Regions from separate parts of the Rattus norvegicus genome. Here region 1 is linked to region 2. Evidence: chromatin contacts called from public Hi-C data. All regions are on one chromosome and are shown on one strand. Each heading gives the region's core, a stretch centred on a gene start, on an enhancer-like site or on the middle of the called end of the contact. The rest is flanking DNA. Distances are from core to core; before and after follow the strand shown.

What was found. A called contact is a pair of places that touch in the nucleus more often than the background predicts.
Region 1: a contact with region 2 is called in a Hi-C map of hepatocytes, with 1.5 times the contacts expected there. The contact joins two enhancer-like sites. A contact is called at or near these places in 3 of 12 Hi-C or Micro-C datasets (hepatocytes, kidney and liver).

What each region holds. Positions count from the first base shown.
Region 1 is chr2:93,891,996-93,898,731 of GRCr8, reverse strand. It overlaps a transcript of Pag1 not described here. Among named protein-coding and RNA genes, the nearest start is that of Pag1, 69 kb to the left of the region's middle. Within about 2 kb of position 1,436, at least 2 of the 93 cell types and tissues checked have an H3K27ac peak or open chromatin away from gene starts, as enhancers often do. A contact at or near this core is called in hepatocytes, where this site is marked.
Region 2 is chr2:93,753,222-93,759,579 of GRCr8, reverse strand. No RefSeq gene overlaps it. Among named protein-coding and RNA genes, the nearest start is that of Fabp5, 80 kb to the right of the region's middle. Within about 2 kb of position 1,784, at least 11 of the 93 cell types and tissues checked have an H3K27ac peak or open chromatin away from gene starts, as enhancers often do. A contact at or near this core is called in hepatocytes, where this site is marked.

The sequences.
Region 1 (6,736 bases), core at 187-2,686, 140 kb before region 2:
TCTAAGGGAGTTGGAGCTGCTGGCAGCTGACTTTGCAGATTATTGAAATTGGAATAAACCATATTCTTCCAGAGGGATAATTCTCATCTACCTACCCCTCCTATCTCACTCATTTCCTCTTTAAAACCGATGAGTTACTTTGAAATGCAGAGAGGAGCTAGATCCGTGGAAGACTACAGAAACCAAGATGTGAGTGCTTGCCAGCTCACAGGCAGCCACTTACTGGTTTTTAAACCAGTGACCTTAGTCCCAGAGAATCCAGGAACTTGCCTTGGGTCACCCAGGGCAAGAAGCAGATAAGGCCAGAGTCTATGTCACCCGTGTCCCTACCCAGCTCTACTGTGTGAAGGTAAGAGTTCATAGAAAACCTGCTGTCTGGAATTCTACGTCATGACACTCTACCACTAGATGAGTTTTTCAGCCAGTAGAAAACAACCAGTTTAGGACACAGGGAACATCTGACATGTAGCTTTTAAAAATAAATTCAAAAGCCAAATTTTAAATAGCAAATTTTCACTTGATAGATACTCTTATCAACAAAAGAGAAGCACTTTTAGCATTAATGTCTTAGTTACTTTTCCATATAACAAAACCCCATAACAAAGGCAGCTTTATAGAAAACAAGGTTAATTCAGAGCTTAGAGAAGGAAGGGTTCTGGAATTAGGGAGTCAGTCACCATCATGGATGGGGAAGCAGCAGCAGACTTGCTGATTGGAGCAGGGGCTGGGGGCTCACATCTCAAACCACAACCAGGGAGGCAGAGGGAGCAAACTGGAGCAAGGTCACACCTGCTAAGCTTCCCCAAACAGTGTCAGCAACTGGAGACCATATATTCAAATGCCCGAGAATACGAGGGGCATCTCATTCAAACCACCACAATTGTGTAAGATGCGTATGGTTTAGCTGCACAGAGAACCATGTACGTATTTTAACAAACAAGCAATACATAAACGTATATCATGAACACACGTGTGCTGAGCACCTCCTGTGACTTTTGGGCAAGTGAGCCGACAGACTTAGTGTCTGTCATGGCCGGTGTTGCCCCCGGCCAGCTCATGGTTCGAATCTGGCAAAGGCAGGGCTTCAGTCATATTTCAGTTATACTGCAGTCATACGCCAAGCAGCTCGGAAAAGCAGAAATAGAGTTTAACCTTGTGCTGTTCTTTCGCACGGAGGTGTAGTGGCATGCGCCTCCAGAGCCATGCCGTTCCCTCTGGCATCAATGCATTGAGTTTTCTTTTTTTTTTTTCTTTTTTTTTTTCCAGAGCTGGGGACCGAACCCAGGGCCTTGTGCTTCCTAGGCAAGTGCTCTACCACTGAGCTAAATCCCCAACCCCATTGAGTTTTCAATCTTACAAAAGCTCTCCCTGTTGAGGCTGCACCATGGACTTACACCGCTGTAACTCCTGCCTGACATCATCTCGGCTTTATGAATAAATAAATCTGTGCTCTTCGGGAAACACTGATGCGAGAGGGAAAATCAATAGGCAGCCCTGAGCTCTACGTGTATCTTCAAGTCCAACGTGCCCTATGTGTAAGACCATGGGTGCTCCCTGCCACAGGAGAGTGCATGTATCTACCTCAAGTAGAGGCTTCCAAGGGCCCTCAAGCCCTGCATTTCTTCCTTTCTTCTTAAAAGTCGTAGCTCATGTCTCTCAAAGAGGGGAAAGTTGGAAAGAGGAAAAAGTGTGGATCCAGGCAGAGTGGCGAAGCCTTGACTACTGTGACTCTGCCCTCTGAGTAAATAAGGAATTGTTGTGTAATTCTGTTTGTGAAGGTTGTTTTTTTTTGTTTTTTTGTTTTTTTTGTTTTTGTTTTTTTCACCACAGGAGTACTTAAAGTCTGTAATGGCTTATGGGAAACTGTCAGCAGACTATTAACCAACCTGGCAGTAGTGGTTACTCTCTGGGTAATGTGTGAACCAAGAAACTTAAAAAAAATTCCAAACTATCTGAAGTGAACAGACATATTTTCTTATGATTTAGAATATAACATGGGGGAGGGGAGGCAGAAATAAAAGATTAATGAGACTGACTGCAAAGTTTTCTGTGGACTGCTAGCCCAGAGATAGCTAATTTAGATTTAGATTCCTAGCCAAACCTTTGTTGCTGCTTTTGGATGCTTTTCAAGATACAGACAGGTCGCTATTAAAATGAACTGCTCTCAAAAGTAAAGCTAACAGTGTATGCTGATGTTAACCTCAAGTTTCTGAGCCAAAAGCCAAACTTCAGAGAGAAGCTGGCAAGCGCCATCATTTCCTCAGCTCTGCCATCGCCTCACAGGCAAAGCAGCGGGAGCAGTTGTTGGAAGTTCTGCTGTGCCCTGCAGTAACCTTTGACTACAAAGCTACCTCAGAGGGTCTAGGCTCTTGCCTACAATCAGGATGAATTAAAAATGAATCCCATTATCTCTCCCTTGCTCCTCAAACAAGCAGCTCATCACTATGTCAGCTGGCTTCTCACAAACGCAGTGTTGCTTTGGACGGAGAGCCCACACCTCCCTGGGAGCAATGATTCTGTCTTCCCAGAGCCAGGGAACAGGAAACACACCTGAACATGTGACGCACATTTCCAAAGCACAGCACAACGGAAGCCTGCAAATGGGTTTGGGCAATTTAAATGTTACTCCCAAACTAAGCATCACGGCATAGGCCACCATCATCCACAGCTGTGATAAAGGCAGGCTGAACCTTCTTTTCCTGTGTGAAAATGGTACTGGATTTCAAGTTTAGAAAGAATGTAGCCAGTACTTTAGCACTGATATCAACAGGAGAGTGAAGGAGACCTTGGATGGGCTTTGGTGTGATTTCCTTAAAACATAGATTTGAAAAGGAAAAGAGAAAACTAAGCTATGCTGCTGAGGAGAGAGATGCTTGTGTGAGGTCAGAGGAAAAGAACGGCCCGAGGTCAAGTTCTCTTCATGAACGTCTTTTCTTTATTAGCATTGGAGATGCTTCATCTGTGGAAACTTGACGGTACAGTCAGTACCTAGATGTACAAAGACAGGATTAGCACCCAGCCTTCCAGCTCAGCCTCCACAGGAAGGAAGCTCATAACAGCATCAGGGCGTGATGAAGACGCAGCTAATGAGCTGGATGGATCCCGTAGAACCTAGAGGGTCAAGGAGAGCTTCTCAGAGGAAACTGAGGTGGTTCTCGAAGGATGCTCCAGACTTAATGGAGAAATTAGGGGCCAGAACATTCTCAGAAGCGAGAACAGTGTCCCCTGAGTCTCGCTTGTACATGTTTGTCTTAAGAGGCATGACATTCTAGAACACTTCAAGAAATCCAGTCCTGGAACTGGGCAGTGGTGGCTAAACCCATGTATCCCAGCACCTGGAGGCAGAGGCAGGCACATCTCTGAGTTTGAGGCCAGCCTTGTCTACAGAGTGAGTTCTAGGCCAGCCAGGCATACACAGAGAAATCCTGTCTTGAAAAAAACCAAACCAAAGAAATCCAGCCCCATAGAGCAGGGTAAAACATGCTGAAGGGGTACCCAGGCCTGGGCCACAGGGCTGCACAACCAGGTGTCTGGGTCAGTTCTTCAGGGTACAAAGGCACGGAGGTCTCTGTGTGGGAATCATGAGCAGGGTCCTCAATCAGGGAGAGTTACTCTGAAAGACGCTACAGAAGTTGATTTCAGACCTGATCTGTACATACGTGTATATGTGTATATGTGTATATGTGAAGGCCAGGATCAAAGCATTGCTTTGGTGGCAGGAGAGGAAATGAAGGTCAGAAGGACACAATGAAGATGAGTGACAGCAAACATGTGACCCTCTAAGCACTAATATCCTGAGACTTTTGCATTCGACCTTAAATCCAGAATCTGGTATGGACTGAATGGGGAGGAGCCATGCCAGGGCAGAGATTGCTGGCCTGAGTACTGTGTCAACAGGGATGCCCTTAATTGGAGTATTGATTCCAGGAAAAGCAATCAGCTGCAAGCAGAAGAGGAAGCCAGGTGGGGGAGGCAGTTTCACTGTCCACCTAGTCATTTGGAGGGCACAAAAACAGGGCACAAAGGACTGGGGACAGGCATCTGATACCACAGAGAACAAACTTCAAATTCACATTAATTTAGAAAGAAAAACAAATGACAAACAGAAAAGTATCTTCGCTGAAAGGCCTAAGAGTCGGGCTATGGGCACAAAAGGAGCAGCCAGCGCTCTGCAGACACTGGGGCCTGTGGTGTCCTGGAAATGCATGTGATGCTCATTGCAAAATGCTCGGTTCCCTCTTAAAGCCTAATGATCCCATGACTGGAGACCGTGCGACACTTTAGGTCACCACGAAATGTGTAAGGCAAGTTGCTCTAGTGGAAACAGTGCTGTCGACAAAGTATTTAATCCCTGAATCAAGATTCTTGTTAGATGTTGGGAGATCAGTGGAAGGCATTTATGGAGCGCAGAAAATCAAATCTGTTAACTCACAGATCCTTTAGCCTCAGCTAGGAAAAAAGGAAAGAAAGAAAGAAAGAAAGAAAGAAAGAAAGAAAGAAAGAAAGGAAGGAAGGAAGGAAGGAAGAAAGGAGGGAGAAGAGGAGGAGGAGGAAGAGGAAGAAGAGGAAGAAGAGGAAGAAGAGGAAGAGGAGGAGGAGGAGGAGGAGGAGGAGGAGGAGGAGGAAGAAGAAGAAGAAGAAGAAGAAGAAGAAGAAGAAGAAGAAGAAGAAGAAGAAGAAGAAGAAGAAGAAGAAGAAGAAGAAGAAGAGGAGGAGACAACTGTTCTTTGGATCTGTACTTACACTGCAAATGATTCAGGACTCAAACAACCATGACCCAGCTCTCCTAACAGCAAAGACTTAACTCTGAATTTTCTCAACACGCATAAGAAAGATCTAATTAAAAGACAATGGTTTATTTTTACCAAGCTCATTCTCTGAGGGACTGGGAAAACCCAGACCAGATGGACCCTTTCCTCTGTGAGCAGAGAGGCACAAGATAATGGTGTGTAATGGGATCAGGTCAGGGAGGCCAGGACACTTGAGATTTCTAGATCTTTTGAATGGGGTGGAAATGACACTTCAAGGTCCGGGATTCATTTTAAAAAGTGATAATCTTGTAGTAATCCAATTGCTAAAATCGAATATAAAATGTCTCTGTGTTGACTTGTCATTTTGCTTAGCCTCAAGGATTTTACTCTGGATTTGATTCTGTTGACATGCCAGTCTAAGCCCAGATCACTCGGGGATTTCTGATGTAACTGGTATCAGTACTGATCATGATCACAGGAAACACAGCCCTGTGTCCTGAGGATGGTAGTCATGGGGAGAGCTGTGTATCCTGGTCAACCTTCACAGAGCTCAGGAGTCTGTCCGGTTAGTATCCCCATCTCAGGATGAAGAAAGAGCCTGATATGGGGTAGCATTGGCCTTCCATAGAGGTCTCGAGAAGCAGTGAGGACTGAGCCGGTGCCGATTGAAGTCCATGGCATTGGACATGTGCCTGCTGGTGTCTTGGTCTCTTGTCTTTGGATAGGAAATGTCCCGTGTGTTGGCAGGCTGGTGGACAGCTGGTGGAGTCTTTGAGAGGTGATTGACTTATTGGGGCTGACTTCCATCAATGGATTCAGCAGTGATGCATTCAGTCTGAGCAGAGGTGGGGCTCAGAGGAAGTGGGCTACTGGGGATACCTTTAAAGGCTGTAGCTAGTCCTCACACACTTCCTCCCTGGCTCTCTGCTTCCTGATCGCTGGGAGGGAGCAGCTTGGCTCACCATGCCCTTCATCTGCCTCACTGTGGACCCAAAAGTGCTGATGCTTCTGACCCAACTGCCACCCCAAACAGACCTCTTGCCGTTTCTCTTAGGTTTTTTTTTAGAGCAACATAAGACAGATGAGTTGCAGCTGCCCCTGTGGCACAGCGGTTGCGGTGTGACATCTACGGTGGAGCTAGTTCACACCTGGCTGGAGATGGGCGTCTGCACATGCAGGCCAGCTCACACCCGGCTGGAGCTGCACATGCAGGGTGACTAGATACAGAGTTACATTAGAAGCCAGCTTGAATGATCAATATTAGAGATGATGACTTAGATGAATAAATGCCCTGTACTCACCAATTCCCAGCTCTGAAGTTGTGTTCCACTGTTGAAATCAGAGAAGGATTCGGTGTGTTCTAGAAAGAAACAAGAGGAAAATATTTTTACATTTCTTATTGGACTAAAACTAAAGGATAAGAATAATAAAGTAATTACTTTCTCCTTTACTTATTAAAAATTTATACAGTAAAGGAGGGAATTGATCAGTAAACTTTAAGCTGTAGCATTTTAGTACTACATAGAAAGGAGTCGCAAAGACAAAAGTTGAAATGTGTTCTTAAAATACTCATAGTCCGGGGTCGGAGAGTCAGACTTGTGGTTATGAGCACTTGTTCTTACAGAAGACCTGAGTTCAGTTCTGAACACAGACACAGGTGCCATTGACTCACAACTGTCTTTAACTTCAGTGCCGGGCAATCAGATGCCCTCTTATGACCTTCAAGCACCAGTCCTGCATGTATATACATGCAGGCAAAACACTCATACACACTACATAAACTGATCTAAATAAACAGTCCTATATAGGCTCTCTATATTAGATAAATGTACACATGTACATCAGGTACACATTACTATCCATGTAAGCAAATAGAAATGATGCCTCAAACATGTGGTATTTAATTATGTCTCTGCCATAATTGATTTTTGCCTCCTTCCTCCTCTTCCCAACACGCAAATTCCTACAGTCAGCATGTGTTATCA
Region 2 (6,358 bases), core at 535-3,034:
GACTTGGGCTACAGTGACAATATCAGGCATCTTCTGAAGAGCCCTGGAAACAACTGGGGGTAATGCCCCCATTGAATGAATGGGCTGACGGAGTGCAGGAGTCCTGACTCCCGCTGGGTAACTGATTTGTCTTGGGACTGACACTTAGCAACTGTCTCCCATTTCCCTCTTGGGGAATTAACTCACTGTGGAGCTGACCTGCGAGTCTGTATAAGGAGTGATGACACTTGTAAGACGGCGCGTCTTCAGGAAGGCGGATGTTCCACAGTGGCCTCACACACCTCAGTGCTTGACAGGGGTGTAAAGACAATTAGGAAAGTGAGCTGTACGTATAAAGAGGACATTATCAGAAAAGACTACCACCGTGCAGCCTGCTAAACCTTCTTTTACTGTTATTATCTGTAATTGTCCTGGTCAATTATTCTGATGCCAGTACAGTGCCTAACTGAGTTAAGGAAAGAATCTAGGAAGATTTACATTGACATGGTGTCAGAAGAAGAATGGCCATAACCTGGAGATGCTGCATCATGCCTCTGTTTGAATACAATGACTTGACCCATGGAGGTAAAACCAGCAACTCTGGCTTCACACTTGTCTTAGTTAGGACTTCATTGCTGTGAAGAGACACCATGACCACAGCAACTCGTATAAAGGAGAACATTTCATGGAGACTGGCTTATAGTTTCAGAGTTTCAGTCCATTATCATCATGACAGAAAGCATGGTGGCGTGCAGGCAGATATGGTGCTGGAGGAGCTGAGAGTTCTACATCTTAATCTGCAGGCAACAGAAGGAGACTGTAAACCATACTGGGCATAGCTTGAGGATATAAGACCTCAAAGCCTACCCCCACAGTGATTCAGTTTCTCCAAGACCACACCTATTCCAATATGGCCACATGTCCTAATACTGCCATTCCCTATGGGCCTATGGAGGCTATTTTCTTTCAAACCACCAAATCATTAGTTCACAAAATATGAGGTTAACACCAGCTTCTTAATGATTTGTTCTTTAGAAGGAAGAGAAATCTGTGGAAGATTCTAGAAAGACAGTCACTAAGACCCTGGAGTGGGTGTTTTCTATTTGCTGAGTTGGGCTCTTTAGCCATTACCATCTGCCATTTCACGGACTGGGTTTAATATGGAAAACAGAAGCATTGTTTAGAAAGCTAAGGGTTTAGGATGTCTCTCGGTGGAAGAAAGTTGACTCAGCATGCACTAGGCTCCTGCATCAGAAAAGACGTGTTAACTTAGGATGTTGGTAGATAATACATTGTCTAGCTCCGTGTTTCTCCTAAGCAATTTCTGTTGTCTAGGGGAAAAAAATCAACTTTACTTTCAAATATTACTCCAGCACATAATGATATCTCCAAGGCCCAGGGAAGTAGGTCTCTGTCTATGGATACATTGGCAGGCATAGAAAGTCTCATCTCAGGGGTTGGGGATTTAGCTCAGTGGTAGAGCGATTGCTTAGGAAGCGCAAGGCCCTGGGATCGGTCCCCAGCTCCGAAAAAAAGAACCAAAGGAAAAAAAAAAGAAAGTCTCATCTCCTGGATGGACTGGACAAGGGGTATTGGGTCCTTCCTGTGAGAAGGGTCTGGTGCCGCTGGGCCCTTCTGAGTCTGCGCAGTTGCTACTGAACTTTGTCTGACCTGAAACGGAGAAAAAGAACAGCTTTCCTGGATGAGTGGGCACGGTGCCACTTCTCTTGTGAAACACAAGGAGCCAAACAGTCGTGTCCCTAGCCGGCTGTCATGTGCACACATAGTCGTGATGTCCTGAGCATGAGTAACTGCTGGTAAGGCTTTAGCGGGGACAGATGGGAAGGCTCCTTCTTGCTCATGCTTTCTCCCTCAGGGGTAAGGCCAAGTGACAGTTGCCTGCTAATCCTTGTACCTCACTGAACATAGCACTAGTATTACAGTCTCTTCTCTTCCCTTATTTCATTAAATCTGCACAAACTGGGTAGATCTTTCAGTCAAACACTGTCTGATCCCCTAAGCCCTCACAGGTGCACTCTAGTTTCTTTACTCCTGATCATCCATTTTCTTGGGAATGATTTATAATGAAATGTACTTTTTTTTTAATCATAAAGGGGGGGGGATGAAGAAAAAGGTGCCTAAGTAGGAAACAACTAGCTGTGGAAGTAGAAAATGAAGAATAAAAGAAAGGGACTGGAGAGATGGCTCAGCAGTTAGAGATGGCTGGTCTTCTAGAGGACCCAGGTCCAATTCTCAGCACTCACATGGCTGCTTACAATTGTCTGGGCAAAACATCAACCGATGACCTCTCGCATGGTAAGATACTTAAACACCATGATGTGATGGAGTCAGAAGCCAGCGCCACAGTATTGAGTTTTTAGAGTTTGTTCAAATGCATTTTTCTCTTTGATCGTTTTCCAGTCTCAAGTATTTGTTATAACAGAAAATAAGCTGCAACTGACGTCTCTCTGTAGTGGTAACCACATCCTGTCACGTCTAGCATGGATGTGAGCTAGAGGAAGAGAAACGTTCTCCTTGGAGATAGAAGTAGAGTTTTATCTCTTTTCAGGCAGTCTGGATCAGTTGCTGTGACTTCCCATGGGAAAGTATCTTTCTTGATTCCCCTTATAGAAGAGGGCTTAGAAGCTCTTGTGTCTAGAAGTCCATCATGAAACTGCTTCTCTTGGAAGAACGCCCTACTCCCACATAACTGCAGAACGAGTTGCCTGTGCCTTGCCAATGACTGTGTAGTCTAAGCCTTCAAGCCTTGAGCGTATTGTGTATTTCTGTTTGGAGCTAATGTGATTCAATCCTGGAGACAGATACATGTTCCTAAACGAGCTGGGGCACGAGTCTCAGAGAAGGTCTGCAGACACACAGTGGTCGTTGGTCAACACATTGGTTCTGGTGTCAGATACCCATGTGTGGAGAGAAGACGTGGACTGATGGGTGCCTTTCTTTAGTCTGGACTGTAACTTCACCCACACAACCAACCAGATGGCTTAATAGATTGCTGTAGACCGTGTCTTTATAATAGTGGTGTTTCCTCTAAATTATTGCACTAAAAATTCTTTTTTTTTTTTGTTCTTTTTTTCGGAGCTGGGGACCGAACCCAGGGCCTTGCGCTTCCTAGGTAAGCGCTCTACCACTGAGCTAAATCCCCAGCCCCCAAAATTTCTTAAAAGTAACAGCTCCCAAGTTTATCTTCCCGCTGGAATATACCAAATGCTCTTACATATTTTATGCCTGTGATATGCAGCCATGTCTTACAGTCAAACTTTTTAGACCCTAAGCTTTATACTCTTCATAAATATTTTAATTCAAATATAGTAAATTTCAAGTGTTACATTTCCCTCCCAATGCTGAAAATATAGCCACTATTAATCACTCCTGATTTTATTAGCATGCTCTAAATATCATAAACAAATTAAGAATATAAATCTTGGTTTAGGTAATTTTTTAAAATAACTTTAGTTTTTGAGAACCCTTCAAAATTTTCAGAAAATATTTGGGAAAATTGTTCATTTTATCTGAAAATTAGTCTTTAGTTGTGTATCTATAAGTACTTTGTCTTTTTTTTTAACCTGGTATTGTTTTCATATCTTTACTGTGTGATTAATCACCTGTGACTTCTCACAACTGATCTCAGTTGGGCACTCATATGCATGGGGTTTCTCCCACAGGTTCAGCCACCACAGGCCCAGAGTAGAGTTAGACCTCCAGTAGTATCTGCATTGAACACATATAGTCTTCAATGTTTGTACTTATTTCTCACACAATGAAGTATAGCAATGGCCTACATAGCATTTACAGTTCATTTAAAATAATCTAGGAATGATTGAAAGTATACAGGAGGGCTGGTGCAATGTGTCAGCAGTTAAATGTGCTGGCTGCCACACCTACCTGAATTTACCCCCAGGATCCGTATGGTGGAAAGAGAGAACCAGATCTTACAAGTTATCCTCTGACTTCCACATGTGTGCTGTAACATTCACACACACACACACACACACACACACACACACACACACACACACACTCCAAACTTAAAATGGACATATATGAGACTGTGATCAGTCATATGCAAACATTACACTATTTTATAGAAGCCTTGCGTGCCCCAGATTTGAGTATCCATGGGGGCGGGGTTCTGGCTAACTGCTGGTAGCAAGCAACGGCTGTATTTCATGTCCCTTTTATTTTACCAGCTACAGTTGCTTGCTTGGAACGAAGCTGACTACCCCTTTAGGGAAGGAGACAATCAGGAGAATTGCACTAGGAGATGTGTATACTTAATTAGGTTCATAAGTTCTGGGGTCTCTCAGAAGGATTGAGTCTTAGTGGGGAACTTACCCACTAACAGTATAACTCAGTGTGAAGTACTCCAAAATTTGCAAGATCACCTTAAATTTATTCTCATTATCAGGAAGATGAATAATAAAACTGAGTTTTAGAAACTTTTAATTTCCCCAAGGATTGTGGGTACTTTTGCTGTTGTTTGGTTGGATCTCTTTTGTTTTTAGAATCAACCATTGGAAGACGCTTCAAACAACAGGTTCTGATGATCCGACCACCATTTTATACTTCATGCTTCTCAAGACCAAATGGCTTTTATTCTCCGTTTCACGCCTCCTACTGCCTTTCTAAAGGACCTATTTAGAGTTGATAGTTACAATTATGAATGCTGAAGCTACAGTTCTTTCTGAGCCCCAGTCTACATGTGTTTTAGCCAGGAACTATGCTGGATTATTGGAATAGTTAAGGACAATTATAATAAATGGGCCAAACCCATTGGATTCTTGGATGTTAGCTCATTGGAAGCTAAATTTACTAACCCTGCAGACAGTCACAGCGCTCTGAGCTCCGCTGAGCACTGAGCTATGAAATACTCGCTGTCCATGAGCTTTGACTGAAGGGGAGTATATTAGTTATTTATTTTCACTTGTTTTTAACACATGCTTAAGGGTGGCTTATTCTGGAAGCTTTCTTCTAGAGCACTCTTCCTGAATATTATGGCTTTTAAGCTTATTTTGTTTGAAGATGACAATAATTCCTTTTTCCATTTCTCCAACTTTCCCCCAAATGAAATCTTAGCAAGAGATGGCACTTTGTGGTCTCGATAGACCAGTGTTCTTCCCTGAAGTCATTCGCTCTCTTTGTAAAATGAGTCTTAGGATGCTTACGTAGAGCGGACTGATCAGATGAGGAGAATGAGCATTTCCATCACCTTATCATTACTTTCTATTTGGACACTTAGCGCCCACCCAGGTATGGATAACTGTATACTACCTTCTTGTGATCTGAGCTGTACAGCACCGGGCTTATTAGTTGTATCTGAGGTAGTATTTCTACCCCTGCTCCCTTCGAGCCTTCCCATTCTAGTGATCTCTATTCATGATGAATCCCAATAGGGACAAAGAATTGCATGCATCTTATGTAAGGCCTACAACCTAGCTATTCAGAAATGTTGATGTCCCTTTGACATTAGGACATATGACGTCTTGCTGTATAACTCACTGTGTTTTGTCCCTGTTTGGGACATTCTCTCACCCCCCTCCCTTGCCACTTGAGACTTCCCATTCACCTTTTGGGCCTTAGCTCAAGCAAGAATCTTCTGTGAAATCTTTCTTGGCTGCTTTTGTCCTTCTGAAGTGACCTTATTCTTTGAATTTAGTTATGATTACAGTGCATCTCAGCATACTGTTAACTTTATAACTGCAGTTTTAATTGCATTTTCGACCGTGTCTATCTGCACATTTGTATTCTCCCTGAAGGCAGACACAGTAGCTGATTTATTTCTGAGCACTGTGGAAGAAAGCACATTAATTCACAGTGAGGGAGAAACACTGTTAACCAGGAGGATCCAGTTGCTAACAGGCAGGAAAAATCTGAAAAAAGTAAGAAAGAAAGAGAGAGAGAGAGAGAGAGAGAGAGAGAGAGAGAGAGAGCGCGCAGGGAGAGGGCCGGGAGAGGGAGGGAGGAAGGGAGAGAGAGGGAGGGAGGGAGGGAGGAAGGAAGGAAGGAAGGAAATTTAAAAGACTTTACACTCTCCAGTAACGTTCAACAGTCAGCTCATGGGAAGAGGATAAATAACACAAGCATCTTGGGTGAAGATCTATAAAGATGGATCTGCTAGAAGGAAAATGTACAGAGAGGATAGAGGCTTCTCAGAGAGCTTTCCAGAAGCAGCTGCCCACAGGGAAGACTCTCCCAGTGACCAATGGCCTCTGCCTGCTACATGAGTTGTGGGACACACACTCTCCTGGACCTGAGGACACAGGTGGAGCAGCAGGACGGAGACAACGGGGACTCAAGGGTGAAGCACTTTTGACTGAAGATACAGCTCAAGGCGCCATGGTACATGTAGGCAGCTTAGGCA